2 separate regions of the Mus musculus genome follow, and region 1 is linked to region 2. A link is a contact called in public Hi-C data. All regions are on one chromosome and are shown on one strand. The core of a region is the stretch at or near the end of the contact, and the rest is flanking DNA. Distances in the headings are between cores, read along the strand shown.

The links. Hi-C and Micro-C count contacts between places; a contact is called where the count stands out from the background.
Region 1: a Hi-C map of bone marrow-derived macrophages shows a contact between it and region 2, with 67 read pairs. A contact is called at or near these places in 22 of 39 promoter capture datasets (the 3T3-L1 cell line, the C10 cell line, the HPC-7 cell line and 13 more), 215 of 484 Hi-C or Micro-C datasets (the 3T3-L1 cell line, 3T3-L1-derived adipocytes, the 4T1 cell line and 112 more), 52 of 130 datasets of targeted methods (the 230-238 cell line, CD8 T cells, the NIH/3T3 cell line and 32 more) and 7 of 9 other capture datasets (adipose tissue, bone marrow-derived macrophages, embryonic stem cells and 4 more).

The regions. Positions count from the first base shown.
Region 1 is chr19:38,031,088-38,034,624 of GRCm38.p6, forward strand. The region is part of intron 1 of Myof (myoferlin); the gene reads right to left. Among named protein-coding and RNA genes, the nearest start is that of Myof, 11 kb to the right of the region's middle.
Region 2 is chr19:37,954,367-37,957,936 of GRCm38.p6, forward strand. It overlaps Myof (myoferlin), which reads right to left. Exons shown (of 54, transcript NM_001302140.1): 22 at 2,077-2,183; 23 at 1-193. Among named protein-coding and RNA genes, the nearest start is that of Gm52397, 30 kb to the right of the region's middle.

The DNA.
Region 1 (3,537 bases), core at 779-3,278, 77 kb after region 2:
AGACAGACACTCTCAGACGATTCTTGGTGGAAATAACTTATGCCCTTTATTCCAGGGACTATACAAACCTTGAGGAGTGTGGTAGCATTTAGGTAGATGTTTCCCGTTGGCTGAGTTTGAGATGTTAGTGATGCTCTATTTGCATGGTGAAGGACTCCAAGTACTATTTAAGAAAGTGACTGCCCACGGTGGGGTGTCGTGGTTATGTCCCAGAGCAGGTACAGAGATAGGTAGGGAACAGCCCTACTCCCGCCAGTCTCAGATCTCTGAGATTCTCGGGGGTCTGAGCTCACACAACCTTGCCGGTTCTTATGCCTGTCCGTTGCATGGCCCACCTGCCCTGCACTAAACTCCTTTGGAAGAGATAAGAATGCCCAAAGGGCCGTGGATAGGGGAGTGTCGGCCACAGACAGACATGGCTGAGATAACACTCAGCTCTGCATAGGAAACAACTGTATGATGGCCTCAGAAGAGGAGAGTGTGGTGGTAAAACCCCACCTCTGCCTGAACCTGCTATGAGAATCTTACCTAGATACTTAACCCATTCTACTTAAGACAGCTTCTCTAGCTGGAAAAGATTTCACTTCTGGGCTGAAGAGAAGGCTCAGTGGTAAGAGCACATACTGAGCAAGCATGGGGACTTGAGTTGGGATCTTCAGAACCCTTGTAAAAGAAAATGGATGTAGATGCATGTGCCTGTAATTCTAGCAACTGGGGTTGTAGATGCTTGTACCTGAAATCCTAGCAATTGGGGTTGTAGATGCTTGTACCTGTAGTCCTAGCAATTGGGGTTAGAAGATTGAAAAGGCTTGGTGGCTTCCAGTCTAGCCTAGCCTAAAAGTTCAAGCTTCAGTGAGAGATCCTATCTTAAAGGAATGAGGTGGAGAGCAAGAGAGGATGCTCAGAGTTCTCCTTTGACCTCCACATGCTTATGCAAGCATACCTTCCTGCATACACATTAACGAGCAGACACACACCTTAAAGAAAGACTTTATAGCCAGGAGGTGGTGGTGGGTCATACCTTTAATCCCAGCTCTCTAGAGTCAGAGAAAGGTGGATTTCTGTGAGTATGAGGCCAGCCTGGTCTACAGAATAGACAGAGTCACACCTAGAAATCCTGTCTCACACCCCCCCCCAACACACACACACACTTTTTCTATTTTCAGTGAATAAAATTAATTAATTAAAATGTAATTAATAAATAAAAATAAAGCAGTTACATAGTCCATAAAAACTGTCAAGTTCTCATCCTCAATGTGACCTGCACATGAAGACAACTTAAACATTTGATTAGGGGCTGGAGAGATGGCTCAGTGGTTAAGAGCACTAGCTGTTCTTCCTAAAGACCCAGGTTCAATTCCCAGCACCCACATGGCAGTTTACAACTGTCTATGACTCCAGTTCCAGGAGGTCTGACACCCACACACAGACATACATGCAATCAACACACCAATACACATAAAATAAAATAAAAATAAATAAATAAATCTTTAAAAAAACAACAAAAATTTGATTCATCAAACTCTGCTTTGCTTGCAGCATAGCATTTAGGCTGCCTGTGGGCACAATCCCAGCCTAGCTCGATCCAGACTCTCCAAAGAGCTAGAAGATGCCTGACCTAACAGCCTTCACCCAGAGTTACTGAATACTTGTATTTGTAAGGCCCAGGCAGAAATCATCAAAAGGGCGCAGAGACAGGGAGGGGCCAGGCAGGGAGGAAGGATGAGCAGAACCATAACTTCCTACATTGTTAGTGAAAAGAAAGATGGCAGAACTGTTTTCCCAATTTCTATGCAGGACTACTGGGATGAAAAAAGATGGCGTAGGTTAAAAAAAAAAAAAAAAACCAGAAATCTGTGGTTAAAACAGAATGGGGCCTCACCCTGCCAGTTAAATATGAGATTTAAAAAAAAAAATGCTTTGTGTAAAATAGGTTAGGCCTTTATTTCCTGCTAATAAAATAGCCTGATCTAGATTATCAGTGGAACTGATTCGCTGCTAAGCTATTTCACCTCTGTGCCTCTGAGTCACACAGCCTGTCATAAATGCTTGCATTACCTTGTGACAAAGCTCGGCCAGGAGGGCTAGGCTTTGTTCCTTCTCTCCCTGTCTTAAAAACATTCTTTTGTCCTTGGTAAATTTCTCTCTGCTTTCTGACTTGATCCAAATGATGCCAGCATACTGAACAACTCAACCCCTCCAGAGGGGCCGCCAGAGTATTCATTCGGCTTGGTGTCATGGTCCAGTTATGTATATTCTCCTCATGGGAACTGAGCTCCATCAGAGCCCAGGGACAATCTGGAATGCAATTAAACCCAGCCCTGCCTCTGCCCAAGTCCTCTGCATGGAACATGAAGGTGAAAGAAGACGTCCCTACGAGAACCCTGAGGATTCAGCAGTGGAGGTGCGTGCTGCGTGAGCACTAAGGGGCGAGAGAGCGGCGTGAGCTGATTCCTCAGGCTGCTTCCAGTCCAAGCCCCCTGAAGATTCAGCAGCAGTCAACACTCAGTGCCCTTTGCTCCCACTGCCTCAGTGCGAATGCTCGCACATGCGCTGTGTGGGGTAGTGACAATTACACCTTCCATTTGACAGATGAGGCCACCGGATCTGCAGGTTCTAGCAACCATAAGCAAGTGGAAGACCTGGTCACTCAGCTGCTGGGGCCATCTGCTGCAATCTCTGCTGCCATCCCTATAGGCCATCAGTGACCACGTGCGGATATGTACATTTAAACTAGTTGCACTTAAGAGTAAAATTTCAAGCCCTTGGTCATAGTGGCTGCATTTTGGTGATTGGAAACCACATGTGGCTAGTGGCTTCCTGTCACACAGGGTGGATCTTAACTATTTCCACACCACAGGAAGCTCCATTGGACAGAAAGTCTCTAGATAAACCTGAAAATGAGTGCTGGATGGCTTTAAAAAGGGGGGGGAGGGGTTGATTGATTGATTGACTGATTGACTGATTTCAGGGCTTTGTCTGCATGCATGTCTGCATTCCAGAAGGAAAGCATCAGATTCCATTATAGGTGCTTGTGAGCTGCTATGTGGGTGCTGGGACTTGAACTCAGGACCTCTGAAAAAACAGCCAGTGCTCTTAAGCACTGAGCCATCTCTCCAGCCCTCTAAATGACATTTTTTAAATTAGTAAAATATTCTGATTTGAGCAAGTTGACTGTTGTTTTCTTCATTAATTAATTTCTTTATTTACTTTATATCCTGATCGAGGCTTGTCCTCCTTCCTCTCCTCCCAGTGCCTCCATCTTCCCTCTCCTCCCTCCATCCCTCCCTCTCTCTCTCTCTCTTTACAGAAAGGGAGGCCTCCCAGGGATATCAACCCACCTTGGCATATTAAGCTGTAGTAAGACTAGGTGCATCTTCTCCTATTGAGGCTACTAGATAAGGCAGTTAGGGGAAAGGGCTCCAAAGGCAGGCAACAGTCAGAGACAGCCCCTGCTCCAGCTGTTAGGAGTCCCACATGAAGACCAAGCTGCACATCTGTTACATATGTATAGGGGGCCTAGGTCTGTCCCACCCG
Region 2 (3,570 bases), core at 640-3,139:
CTCTTCAGTAAGCTGCATCAGTTTATCAAGCCACTCCTCGATTTCCAACAAGGTGGATTTCACATCCGTGGCTTCAGATCTCATCCTCAGAGCTGCCTCGTGTATCTGGGAGAGAAACCTGGACCGCAACTTTCGGATCTGAGTATCCAGAACCGTGACGTTGGCTTTTCCTTCTGTGACAGGCAAGGTGTATCTATAAGAAGAGGAGAGAAGAGAAACAAACCTAAGAATGACATTCTAGGTCTCAAAACTAAGTCCACTTGTGTTTGCCCACATGTTTAATGTATGTCTGCACGCCATTTCACGTAGATTGAAATGACAGCAATCTCCTGAGTCTACAGGGGCTGCTTGCTTTAAACTGTAGTTGAGGATGTCTCTGTTGGCATCGGAGAAGACACAAATTTTAAAGCACCAAAGTTTAAATATCCCCAGTACCGTCATCTTCATCACCGTCATCCTCTCAGACGGTTCTCAGAGAGCTCCAGAAGATAAGAAGGACCACTTGTATAGGACAATTTTCAGCCAAGTTAAGAGTCCACAAGAAAAACAGGGACAGCTGAGTGAGTGACTCAGATTAGCCACATGTCAGCTGTGCCTCTCTCTCTCTCACTGTGGAAGTAGGTGAAACCACAGGGCAAGACTGTCACCAGTACCAGGAAATTCGACTCATTGTCCCCACTTAGAATTTACATTATTTGCATGCCACCCAGCTCCTTATATGAAGGATATCCTAGCATGGTTTTCCTCAAACATGGAATTTCCTGCGACAGAACATTTAGAAAGATGCCAGCTTGCTTCTTTGAAGCCAGCATGTGTTCTCATGCCTGGGCTTTCTTTGGCAAATCACAGGCATTTTCCATGTGAAAGCTGTCGCTGTATGTTTTTGTTTGATTTCATTAACTTCTGTGGCACCGTGTGTATAAAGGTTTAAGATCCTGCGGTGGCCACATAAGGCAAAAATTCACGGGAGTGCTGTTGAGCTCCGAAGTCACACTTGAGCCCTTTGAAAGTGAGATGCTGGCCATTAAGTGGGTAAATAATTCCCAGTGTCACTGCGGTCTCCCTTCTTTCTTATCTGTAATTTAGAGGTCACTCCTTAGGGAATCCCTAAGTCTCTCAGCTTTGAGTGGTCACAAAGCCAGTGGGGCTTGATTTTAGCTGTTTGTCAATGACCTGAATAAACCACTAGGGGGCGCAAGAGGACGGGATGACTAAGGGCCTTACCCCAGAAGGGGAAATGTCTGCTTCCAGAGCTTGAGAGGTGTAGTCCATGCTCTTTTCTTTTCGACCTTCCCTGTTCGTGGCTTTATTAGCCAACATTTAAAATGAGGTTGGAATGAGTCACTTTCCCTTTTGATTTCTAAATGCCAAAAGTTACTTCTTAAGTCACAGCTATGAAATGTCCTCTGGCTAAGTCTGTGTCCTGGATTTGTCTAACGTGGTGTGTGTGTGTGTGTGTGTGTGTGTGTGTGTGTTGTTGTTGTTGTTGTTGCTGTTGTTGTTGTTATTGTTGCTGTTTCTTGTTTATTTCTTAGTGTATAATGAATTTGCGCGTCATCCTTGCTTAGGGCCCATTCTAACTATCTGTTACTCCTGTTTTTAGTGTTAACTGTTTCTGAAGGATGGCAGAGTGCTTGAAACACTTAACAACAACAACAGCAGCAGCAGCAAGCTATTTCTAAAGACATGAGTTAGGAACATTGTTCTGAGTGGTGGAAGCCATGTTCCTATATCCCTGTGGAAGTCAGGAGTCCTTCTGCAGAAAGGTTAGCTCAGGCTATTTCTCTTCCCTCTCTTCCACTCCCACCCTTTGCCTCAGGCTGCTGGGCCAGCTTCCGGTAGTCCAGCCTGGGCCTACTTGGGCTACTTTAGACTTGGCACCAAACCAGAGAATGGAGGTTTTCCGGGTGATTCAGAAACTTCTCCTGGGCTGGGGTGGGACTTTCAAGGAGCCCAAAACAATGCTCAAACGCATTTTTTTTTCCAGAGAAATACTTGACAAGATTGGAAAAGCACCTACAGTCTTAGAATTCAGGGCATGCTGGGGACGTGCAGATAGGAAGAGGATTACTGTACCTCGTGTCTTCTATAACTTCATCTATCAGCTTCAGCCACACCTCCGCCAACTGGTTTGCAGGAATTTTACCCTGGATCCCTGATTTTACAGCCTCTATGTTTGATTGCTGAAGAATCAAGAAAGAGGAGAGATAATTGTGTAATTCTGCCATTATGTCCAAGAAAGTGTTATTTCCAAGGCAGGGTAGAGGGTGAGTAGAGGGGTAGGGACATAAAAAGATTTCGTTACAGAAAGCCAGAGGGCTTTGTTCTCACTCACTGATACTTACCATAGCCTCGTGCTATTTACTTTTATTCAAAATGCAATCAACACTGATAAGTTTAAGCAATAGAGAAAGCCTTGTCTTGTATTTTGACCTTTGGAACTATGTAAATATTTTATGTACTCCAAAAATAAACAGGAAGAAACCATCAGGAATAGGTGAGGGAACCCTCAAAAGGATATATATGTAAATAGTATGGACTCAGTTATATTTCAGATGGACAGTTGAACTAACCCACACGTAACCTTTGGAAACAGCATTTTAACTATCTGTCCTTAGTTTCAAGGCAAAGGCAACCCAACTGCATCAAACATGAATCATTGTGAACTTGTTCACAGTGGTGGACGTAGGGAGTTTAAGTTTGAACAAATCAACCATTACAGTTAGGATGGCAGAAGCTGGAATCTCACTGTAGGCAAGAGTTTTAATCTTACTACCAAGGTAAGTCCTTGGTGGTAGATTAAAATTGGAGGCACTGTTCTGGCCTTCAACATTTTAACAGATATAGAAATAAATATATGCATATATGTATGTATGTATATGCACATGCAAATGAGTGTGACCGTGAACTTCTTGGTTGGCAAGGCCTATAAGCAACAATATAGCAGCAGCGTGAGCACTCTAGATCTTGTTTTTCAAATGTCACTTCCTATTAAAGGGACCACAGCATCTTAGAGAAACGGTTATTTCAGGGCTGGAGTTGAGAAAGTACAAGCTAAGCCCAGAACATGCTGATGTGCTCGAGTTGAGCATCTGCCAACAGAGAGGGGAAGGGAGTGCCCGCTAGGCCTAGCCAAAGTCCTGGTCATGGAAAGCCACTCTCTTTGTCACGACTAGGCCTGAACTCAGACAATTTGGTCAGTGGAGGGAGATGATAAGGAGAATCAGGGCAAGAAACCCCCCCGAGGAATGGCCCCAACATAATTAGAAGTTTGGCCAGTTCTCCACCAACTCCCTTGAGGAAGGAAAATGAAAACTAATAAAAAAAATATAGTATTTTGGGCTGGAGAGATGCCTCGATAGTTAAGAGCACTGACTACTCTTCCAGAGGTCCTGAGTCCATCAATTCCCAGCAACCACATGGTGGCCCACAACCGTCTGTAATGGGATCCAATGCCCTCTTCTGGTGTGTCTGAAGAGAGTGGCAGTGTATTCATAAACATAAAATAAATAAATCTAAAAAATATTTCATGTCAATTTCAACTTTATTTTTACAAATATTAATTTTAAA